Linked DNA regions of Bombyx mori: region 1 is linked to region 2. Evidence: chromatin contacts called from public Hi-C data. All regions are on one chromosome and are shown on one strand. Each heading gives the region's core, a stretch centred on a gene start, on an enhancer-like site or on the middle of the called end of the contact. The rest is flanking DNA. Distances are from core to core; before and after follow the strand shown.

The links. A called contact is a pair of places that touch in the nucleus more often than the background predicts.
Region 1: a contact with region 2 is called in a Hi-C map of midgut, with 2.3 times the contacts expected there. The contact joins the promoter of Gro here to the enhancer-like site in region 2. A contact is called at or near these places in 2 of 7 Hi-C or Micro-C datasets (midgut and an unstated tissue).

The regions. Positions count from the first base shown.
Region 1 is chr21:9,457,751-9,462,713 of ASM3026992v2, forward strand. Gro (groucho) reads right to left here and starts at 2,142. Exons shown (of 16, transcript NM_001134889.1): 1 at 1,907-2,142. The coding sequence starts at 1,975.
Region 2 is chr21:9,404,825-9,409,863 of ASM3026992v2, forward strand. All of the region lies in intron 7 of Gro (groucho), which reads right to left. Among protein-coding and RNA genes, the nearest start is that of LOC119630126, 18 kb to the left of the region's middle. Within about 2 kb of position 1,372, at least 8 of the 8 cell types and tissues checked have open chromatin away from gene starts, as enhancers often do.

The sequences.
Region 1 (4,963 bases), core at 892-3,391, 54 kb after region 2:
CTATTGTTTTGGTGGTTACGAAAAACTCAAGTCGTCTGAAATAACACAATGAAAGCCATGAGATTAAATCGTAATAGCAATTTTAATTATTTGTACGATTCGCGAGAACCGGAGAAACTTCTAAATTGACTAAGATAAATAGGAGCTTATCATTCTCCGCCCATAAACATTTGCAAAAAAAAACAAAAACTCACGTCAAGGACGAACAAACATGCCAACTGACGCTTTTATACAATGATCTGTATCTCAATAACGTTCTCGTATCAAAGCGGATTCGTTCTGACATTACACAAAGACTTTATTCCCGAACGCTTTGTTTAGTTTTATTAGGTATATATATAAAAAAAAATGTTAATTACGTTATCCATATGCGGTGTACGGCTTCACAAACGATTGTCAGTCACGACGAGCGCTTACAAACCACACTATAATTTGAAATAAGCATTGAAATGGATTCTTGTATCGCGGTGGGTTTTCCGAACGCGCACAGGGACAGAGGCGACGCGGTTCGCAGACACGACTTAGCCTCGCCTCCACTCAAATTATTCTTTATGTCATCCGTTGCGACTTGCGGAGTGCTTATTAACAAGTGAGGCCTATAAAATCAAAGGCAGCTAAATTCCTTAATGTCGTAAAATGGATAAACAATGGCGCTATCTTGTTTAGTTAGTTGGACACGCTTTAGTGTTTTCATGTTATAACAAATGCAGCTAAATCTCTGACAAATTCAATTCAAAATTTTTATTTTTACTCTGTACTCAAATATGAACGAAGTTTTATCATTTAAAATTCAGATTATTAGTAATATTCTCATTCTTTATAAATCTGCTTTAAAATAAAGAATATCGTAGCTACCCGAACAAAGTATTTTCAGCTTCTCAAACCGGGAGTGTTGCTAACACTGGCCCTAGCAAGAGCAGTACTTCGATGGATCGGGAGGATCCGTAACGACGTGTTTAGGGCCGATTTTTGTAGTTTACCTTAATATTTGACAGACTTGGATTTAGCTGCCTTTGATTTTATAGGCCTCAAGTATAGATATTATTGCAGTGGGTCTGTTGATAAATCACTGTTTTAAAAACGACAAAAGCAATTTTAGTAATAGCTGTAAACTGATTAATATTGTGATTAAAACTTAAAGTCTGTTTTATTACACAACAGTGATGGTTACCGGGGATTTTAAATCTACACGATTAAGTGCAGGAGGTCAACTAGCATTTCAAAGACGGTCATAAATATTTTGTTCAAATTTGAAAGCGGTTTGAGCTGTGCGCACCTGGTGGCTTCGTTTTTGAGAAAACGGTCCGTCTGATTTGGTTGTCCGATAGAATCCTTTACAGACAATTTCACGGGTAATCGAGTGTCAGACAATGGTCGCCAGTCGGTCGCAGCGGGGAGCGCACAGCCCTCGCCTATTTGCCTGTTCCATTCAACTGCTTATTATTACTTTTAAGCTTTTATTACCACTCCAAGATTCACTTTGTACCTTTCAACGATGTTATTAAGTCACAAACATTAAAAATTTTAACAAAACGGTATCTCAAACACAAACGACATATCACTCGTTCGGAGACACTGATTTCAATAATACGTTATTTATGTAAACGGATGCAGAAAAGACATCAACGCGCATTTACGAGCAGAATGTTTTATGCACGTGAAAATCTTTACATTAACATGTCAATTAAAAATTTCCGTGAAATTAATTCCAGTTTTGTTGTGTACATCTTGCATGCACCGGTAGGTCGATGCGTGAAATTTGAATAATATTAACGTTACAGTGACGTTTCGTGTTAGAAAGCGCTTTCACTGGAATTGTAAGACTCTCGCTCGTTCGTCAGTCATAAAGACGTCAGTCGAAGAGATGATAATCGGGAGTGATTTATGCGATGCGAGTGTCGCTCACCGGATGCCTGGCGGCCGCCACGGCTGCGGCGGCGGCGGCGGCGTTCATAGCGCCCGCACTCGGATACATCCCAGCGTCAAACACTAACGGTCATGGTCTACACTGAACGAATATAGGGCACAGCACACACTGCACAAGATCCACAGAACAACACTCCACGCGGTCGGTCGCACGCGGTTCTCCGTCACAGCGTCAGACGGCGCACGTGTTAACTGCGCGAAGGCTGCGAGCGGACTGGCGCGCGGGGCGCCCCCACCCCACCGTCGGACCCCATCATCCGACCCTCGCATGCCGATTGCCGCTGCCGTACATATTTTCTCCACTCGAATTTTTCGTCGACTATCTTCATGTTTGAGGAATACTTTAGTCGAATCGGAGATATACGCTCTAATAGATACGTATTATCTGGGGATTTTCTGGGAGGGCGGAGGGTGTCGGTGTTTGGTCGCCTGAGTTATTTCGTTCTGTTTGCTTTGGCAAGTGATATGCAATTTTAATAAGTCTCTGTTTGTGTGTGTTTGATGTTATATCAGCAATCTAAATAGTTATAATCGTGTTTTAATTGGTATTTTTGCGAGCACCTAGATGGGTTTGAGTGCAATGAAGTAAGAGAAGGTCTCCGGTAATAGATTAAAATATTAACGCGGTCAGTTTAATTCGGTAATCCGGGGCGAACGGGTCACCAGTGATCGGGTTATCGGTCTTGATAGATGCAGCGGAGTTGAACACCGGCGGGACTGAGCTAAAACTTCACACACATTAAGCATTAACGTTATTCAATTATTATTTATTAGTTTACTTTGAACGTATTGAGTGCCTGCGATTATGCTTCAAGTACCTACCACCTTCATTAACTACGTACGCTGCGAACACAAATCTGAAGTATTTTAAATATCCACTCGTTGACTGTAATACACGAGTGATTGTAATTTGATGACGTAATAACAAACTTATTCGGTAAATAGGTACATGCGTGCAATTATGTTTTAGAATTTGAATCAACAAAATAGAGTTAATTAATTTTTCTTGTAATGTACAGACTTGAACCGCGACCTACGTTGAATTTGGAATAAATGCTTTTGAATTTTCTAATTTATACGTTTTATTATGTGGGATCGGATTTATCTTGTACTTTTGGTGCATTGGTATATATTTTGTCGAAGGTGGAGAAAGGCCTACCCAACAGTGGTCAACTTGAAATACAAAAAAATAATACCTAATTTGGGTCAGGTATGTCTGAACATCATAACTTCTATGTATTTAAATATTTTCCATTTATGTATGTAATAAGCCTTTGTTTTTACCTAATATTTTACACCAAAACATTTATACTTATTAACGAATACTGGTACCAAAGTAGATACTTGCCTACACTATACTGAGATAATAGTTCTTACGCAAACTATTTATTGCTATTTGTATATTTAAGACGATAAATTCAAGCGTAGAGCAATAGTAACCCTAATTTGCAATCACAGTTCTATTACGCGACTAGGTACTCTGGGTCTGCGGAGGGACTTCGGGTCCCTCTGTATTTTGTACCGCATGTCCCTTGGGAATGCTCTGAGGAATTGTTCGAGATGATACCAACGTCTCGTTTTTACCATCGCACCGCCCGCCACCGGAGTAGAGTTCATCCATACTACCTGGAGCCACTGCGGTCATCCACAGTGCATTTCCAGAGGTCTTTTTTGCCACGTACCATCCGGCTATGGAATGAGCTCCCCTCCACGGTGTTTCCCGAACGCTATGACATGTCCTTCTTCAAACGAGGCTTGTGGAAAGTATTAAGCAGTAGGCAGCGGCTTGGCTCTGCTCCTGGCATTGCTGAAGTCCATGGGCGACGGTAACCACTTACCATCGGGTGGGCCGTGCGCTCGTCTGCCTACAAAGGCAATAAAAAAAAAAAAAAGGTACCAACATAAAATAATTTCGTTTGTTAATAAATTGTTCAACTATAAATTGAGATTCACTATTTTATAGTCATTAGTTAAAAAGGCATTAACTCGAGATTGGAGTGCATTCGATTATTTGTATTTACGATCACCGTTATTGGGATTTAAGAGCTATTTCATTTTATCACATTTTTAGTCCGATGTTAAACGTTTTTGATTTGAAAACGGGAATGTAAAATTTTATGATGAACTGGTGATACTTAGTTTACGTGTAGTGGGGCCTCTTGTGAGTCCGCACGGGTAGGTAAACCTTAAAAGCTACAGAAGTACGATTACGAAGCTATCGTAAAATTCAGTGAACTTAATATCCGGTTCGATGACGTCACATCTGAAAACACTTTAGGGCGTGAATCTGGTTATCAGATACAAATGTCGGTGTCAATGACCCCCCTTCACCACGCACTATTTACATAAAACGACGTAAACACATAGATATAAGTATGTTTATTAATCACTGGTGTCAGGGTATGCCCGCACGGGTTCGTCTCACCAGCCTGTCTATATGTACTTCCAAAAACCAGTTCGTTCCGGTTTGGAGTGTGGGAGAGCCGTCGTGTTTAACAATTCAGACTTAGACAGTTTCAAGGTGGGCAGTGTTTACGCTGCGATGTCTAAAGATTCTGCAATAAGAAATGTTAGGAATAGTGTGTTTAGTGCGAGTCTTTTAACGTTCTCGATAGCGTAAAAGTTAACTCAAATTTGTATGCAGTTTGAACAGCGCCCCTAGCGGCAAACGCAGCCAAAGTTTCCAACTCCATACAAATTTGAGTTAACTTTTACGCTATCGAGAACGTTTAGAAACTCTCACTAATCACACAGAAAAGTGTGACAAACAGATGTCCGTATCATTTTGTAATTGTTAGTTTTTTTTGTTCTAAATATATGTATATTATTATGGTTTTCTGTTATATATTCATGAATTTATCTTTCGTAATAGCCGTTCGTGTAGGAATTCAAATATTTTATCAGAAATATCGGTACATCTCAGAGAATTTGAATCGGCATACTTTAAAACGAATACAGCGGTCGTCTTAACCATTAGATTTTAGTCGATTTCTCACACACCCAATACCAGAAAATCTAAAAAGGAAATTTTCGGTGT
Region 2 (5,039 bases), core at 122-2,621:
TGAAGTATGTTCTATAAGTCAAATTGAGAATAAGTTAATATTGTTTATGTTTCTTGGCGAAATCTGTCTATAGATATATAATAGTCTTTGACAATAGAACCAGACATAATTTCAATTAATTATAGTCGAATTTCGACTACTGCGGGACCACTAGTTTTAATAACAGCATGCTTATAACACAGCGTAGCATTTATAGATTGGTTTAGTTTATTGTATATAAATATGTATATGAGTAATAAAAATATATATAAAATAAACATTTGCATTATATGGTTACATATGAATAATAAATTAACACACCACATAAATTACTTTGTGTATCGTGGATTAACATTTTTTTAAACATCGAAGAAATATTTTTACTCACTAATTTAAAAAAAGCTCCAATCAATGTAATCGGTATAATTTATTAATATGTTAATTTAATTTTTTTATTTTTGTTATCGTTGTGTGGATAATTCTTAGAACAACATCAATTTGTTCAATTTGTAAACTATAATGTACATCGTGCTCATTCTACGGTAATTTTTTTACGCAATTAACTTCTACAATCATTAAAATGTCGTTAATATACCTAATGGCCTTGCTAACTTCCTTGTCTGAATATGTAGTTTTGTATCTAAGTCGTGTGTTAAGGACAGCTCAGATAAGAATGACTAGGGTTCGATTTTACGATCGGACGAACTCGACAACTGTGTTCAACATCGAATTTGAAGCAAAGGAAATTTCGAGAACTCTGCCCGGCTTTCTGTAATGCGACGTGTCAGATCGGAGTCAAACGAATATACCTACTCCACGTTGCTCCTACCAATTATTCATTCAGCTGTAGACGGTTTGCGGTTTATCGTTAATTTCATAGATGGAATTTGCGGTCAGATGCCGTACATTTTGTATTTTGTTATCGTGTATTTTATAATTTCGTTTCAAACAAAACTAGTTTATTGTTTTCTTTGCGTATTTATATTATTTAAGTGGAAGGTAATAATCATTATGAATCACTTCTTATTGTTGTGCAAGCATGCGTATGCGTATGTGAACACATAATTTTGTTCCGAATTTCTTTTGTTTATTCGTTAATGCAACTACAACCACAACTTGCGTTACAAAATTTGTAAAATTTCTATTTTACTTATTATGATGGTAAATTTAAAGAAAGGAGTATTTACTACCGCGATGAAAAATTCCGAATTGGCCAGTAGAACGATCATCATTAGTCACTTGCGACATTAGTGGTACACCACAAGCATTGGGTACACTAGTACACGTACCACAAGTATATGGTGGCCGTCTGGCGTAGAGGTCACGTCGTACACATGTGCCTCGTCAAGAGGCGGACGGCTAGAGGGAGAGGAGTGCTTAGTGACGTAACATATAAAGTGGCAACACACAGGCGCGCTGTTAACGCCGCCCGGGCTTATTGTCTGCGGTCACGCGACGAGCCGTTTAGCCGCGCGCGCCGCTCTGCCGCCGCCCGGTTAACCGGAAGGGGGGCGGTTAACCGGACGCTCGGGGGCGGAAACGGGGGAAATAGATAAATAGACCGCCCGTCGCTCGGAAATGTACGGATTGAGTTCGGACTATATTTCAGGCATAATAGTTTTGAAAAGTTACGTGATTTACACGCGACGTTTTCGGCTGTTATCGGAGCCATCCGTTTTATATGACTAGCGTTTTATATTACTTTCAACGAATGATTTTGTTTTTGTACGTTTTCGACGCTACCTATCTTTAAGTAGAACATTATCGTATAAAGTATTTGCAAGAATACTACTAAATATAGAAATGAACAAATAATGTTTAATGATAATCATTTAAACAGTTTGTCGCTACCGATCTACGTGATACTAAATATAATGATTCGGAAACAAGAATCCGCTTTAGTCGGAAACGAGGGCCACAGAAAGTCACAAAAAATTAATAGCTTGCGAACGCGTAAACCGCGGGGCGCTGTGCGACTTTAAAATTAACTTTACCGGTTCATTCGTATACATAAATAATGGTGGAATTCTGAATACACATTAAACTCCTATAAAGAATACATTAGCATAAATTTATGGTAGCGAGTCGGCGTTTCGAGCGCGTTTTTACGTGACTCGTAAAGTTTATAGTCGCGAGTGGAGGATTGCGTTTACTGCGTTCGCTATCGGTTTATGGCCGACCTCAAATAACCAAATTGCCTGGTACTCGTTGTGGAAGTGACGTGCTCGCTCGCCCCTGGCTACCCCCGGCAATCTGTTCGAGAGTGCAAGCTATTATGCCGAAATGCTATGAATGGTCTCCGCGGAAGCTGCCATACGTTATAATGCTTGCATTGTGCTTTTGGAAACGTGCCCAACGAAATTGCCGTTGAACCTTTTCTTCGATAGCTCTCTAAATGTAACTTTTGATATTAAAGAAAACGACTATGTTTAGTAGAATAAATTTTTACCTTATAACTAATATTAAGATTGAAGAAAAACCTTTTTAAACGAATAAGGCAGCGAAGGTGTAAAAGCATTCCTTATTTAAAATTCGAGATATTAATTAATGAACGGCTTTACAATTGTATCACATAAATTCCCGGGGAAACCGTCGATAAGCAATCTCACCCCAGCCCTTGCTCCATTACAGGAGTAATTAGCACAATTAACAGGAAGAGAGGAGAGGGGGGGAACGTCTAGGGGGAGCGGGGCGCGATCACTTTCACGCACGCAAACAAATGTCACGTGGCACAGCGCCTTAATTAAAACGATAATTGAGTTGACTTGCGAAACTCATCCGCCATTTCGACATTCCGAGAGAAATTTCACGGAAACTCTCCTCGAAACTTAGAGCCCTTTAAGTGTCGACGACTTTAATTTTGTGTTTGCGTCTACTTTGCGGTTCCGAGGGAAAATTTTAATATGGTGTACGCGGCTTCGCTTTGTGAAATTACTTAAATAAATTACCCCGAATTGGGTTTCGTCGCCGAGCCGACAACTCGTTCGGAAAATTGTTGTTAAACTTATCGTTTATGTTTTAAAGAAATTGTCAGCCAGTATTATTAGATACAAAAAAAAAAGATAGGTATTATGCAATTTTTTTTCCACTAGAACGAGCTTAATATGACAGTAGCTGATTTGAATTTAGATAAAAAGCGAAGTATGTACTGTTTTTTTTTTCCTTTTGCGAGTGAAATTATTTTGGGGCATGTGTTTTCAAATTCATGAGTGTCATGAATCCTTTTTGTTTAAATCAGAGGGTTCGAGGGTTCACGTTCCCCCGAGAGTCTCACCCGCACAATACGCGCGTCGCCACTCCCGCTACGGCTTAATGCCGGCTATAAACAATTCGTTCCGCCTTAACGAACTATCCGATTTAACAGCATAATACCACGAAAAATTAATTTGTAAAGGTCGCTGTCCGACCTTTAAACAAAGCGCTTTCGACTCCTAAATACACGTTTAGTTTATAGCGCCACTGGCCACTCGGATACGGCGTGGGTCAATGGCGCTGTTGGCGAGCGTGTTATTTAATTGTGGATTAACATTTTAACACGTTGCAATTAAAAGTTTTATTTTAATTGTCATTTGTTGTTTTGGAATGTGAATATTTATAGAGTGGATGTATTTTTTTTTTTTTAGGTTTATCAGGTAGAAAAATAATCTACATTTTAACGTTATTCAATATCGCTTATCTAAAGTGTAATAGAGGACGAGTAAGTGAAGTCATTGGTAGCTACGAATGAACTGTTATTTAAATGAGAGTTCCCTTGCCACCCGTCAATAAAACATTAAACACGTAACAAGTTTATGCGCAGCGACAACCCTAGTGGATTCCGCCACTTCGTTAATCCGGAGCGGGGGTAGCCCTAAATTAGGGTCGAGACAAGCCGTAATCCCCCGCTCGACGCGACGGGGGATTTATATTGTTATTGCTCCGCGTCCGGAATTATACGAGGGTTGAGGGACTAATGAAAGGGGAAATTTAATTCCTAATGATTCTCGTCTTAGTCCGTAACGAGGAAACTCGAAAAAGGGCTGCGACCCGCTCACTTTTTGTGATTAATCGCTCCGAGCGAACCCAAGATTATTTGATTCAATTCTTTTTGTTTGTCTTCTGGTGTTTAGTAAGCCTCGTTTTTATTTGAAAAGAAATCACGTTGACATGTTTGTCGACTCAGAAGTTAACGATCGAATTGGGATACAAATTTATTCATGAAACATTTTCGATGCTCGTATACAGCAAGTGAGTTAGCTTAGCATATGTAAATGCGTGATAAGCATGAAAGGAGCAAGAAGGTTCGTGCGGTGGAATGGTTTGCGGGTAGTCGGCTAGCACGGGCGGCGTGCAACCGAACATGTGTACATGTACATGCGACCGACCTATCAGTGCAAGAAGGTAACATGCTGCACGATATTGTTAGCAACAAACTCTCGTATTAGTCAATCGAAGTACCTACATTAAATGCTTATATGATAACGTCTTCAGAGTACTTTCGATTTTCTTGTTAGATATTATGCGTTAAAATTATAATTATTGTGTTTTTAATTTGTAACTCTGTGTAACGAAGCAAACGTTTGGCTCGTCTACCGCCCTTCCGCTCATTACGTCGCAGACTAATTGAGATAAATTATGAAGACGTGCACCCGGTCGCGAGCTATCGCACCCACCTACCCGCTAATTACATGCAGCGATTTCAATTAACAGCCGACTCGAGCACGTTTTTTTTGTTGTTTGTTAAACCGAGCACAACTGTTTGTTGTTGTTCAGCTTATCTGACATCGAACAGGCACGGCGAGATTTAATCACAATAACCATTAACACTGAATGGGCCATCCAGGGCCCTGAAACTGCGATACTTTAAGACAATTATTCTTTTGCATGGAAACTAGCGACACCTTATATGTTGTCAAAATTAAAGCATTTAATTATTGTATTGTATTATTGTATTGTAAAAAATCATACAAGTCTTTATTTGTTATAGACAAATTTATTAAAATTTATCAATTTGTGGTTTCTGAAAATTTACAAAATCCTTCATTAAAAATAAATATAAGATACGTAATAAGTTACTGCCA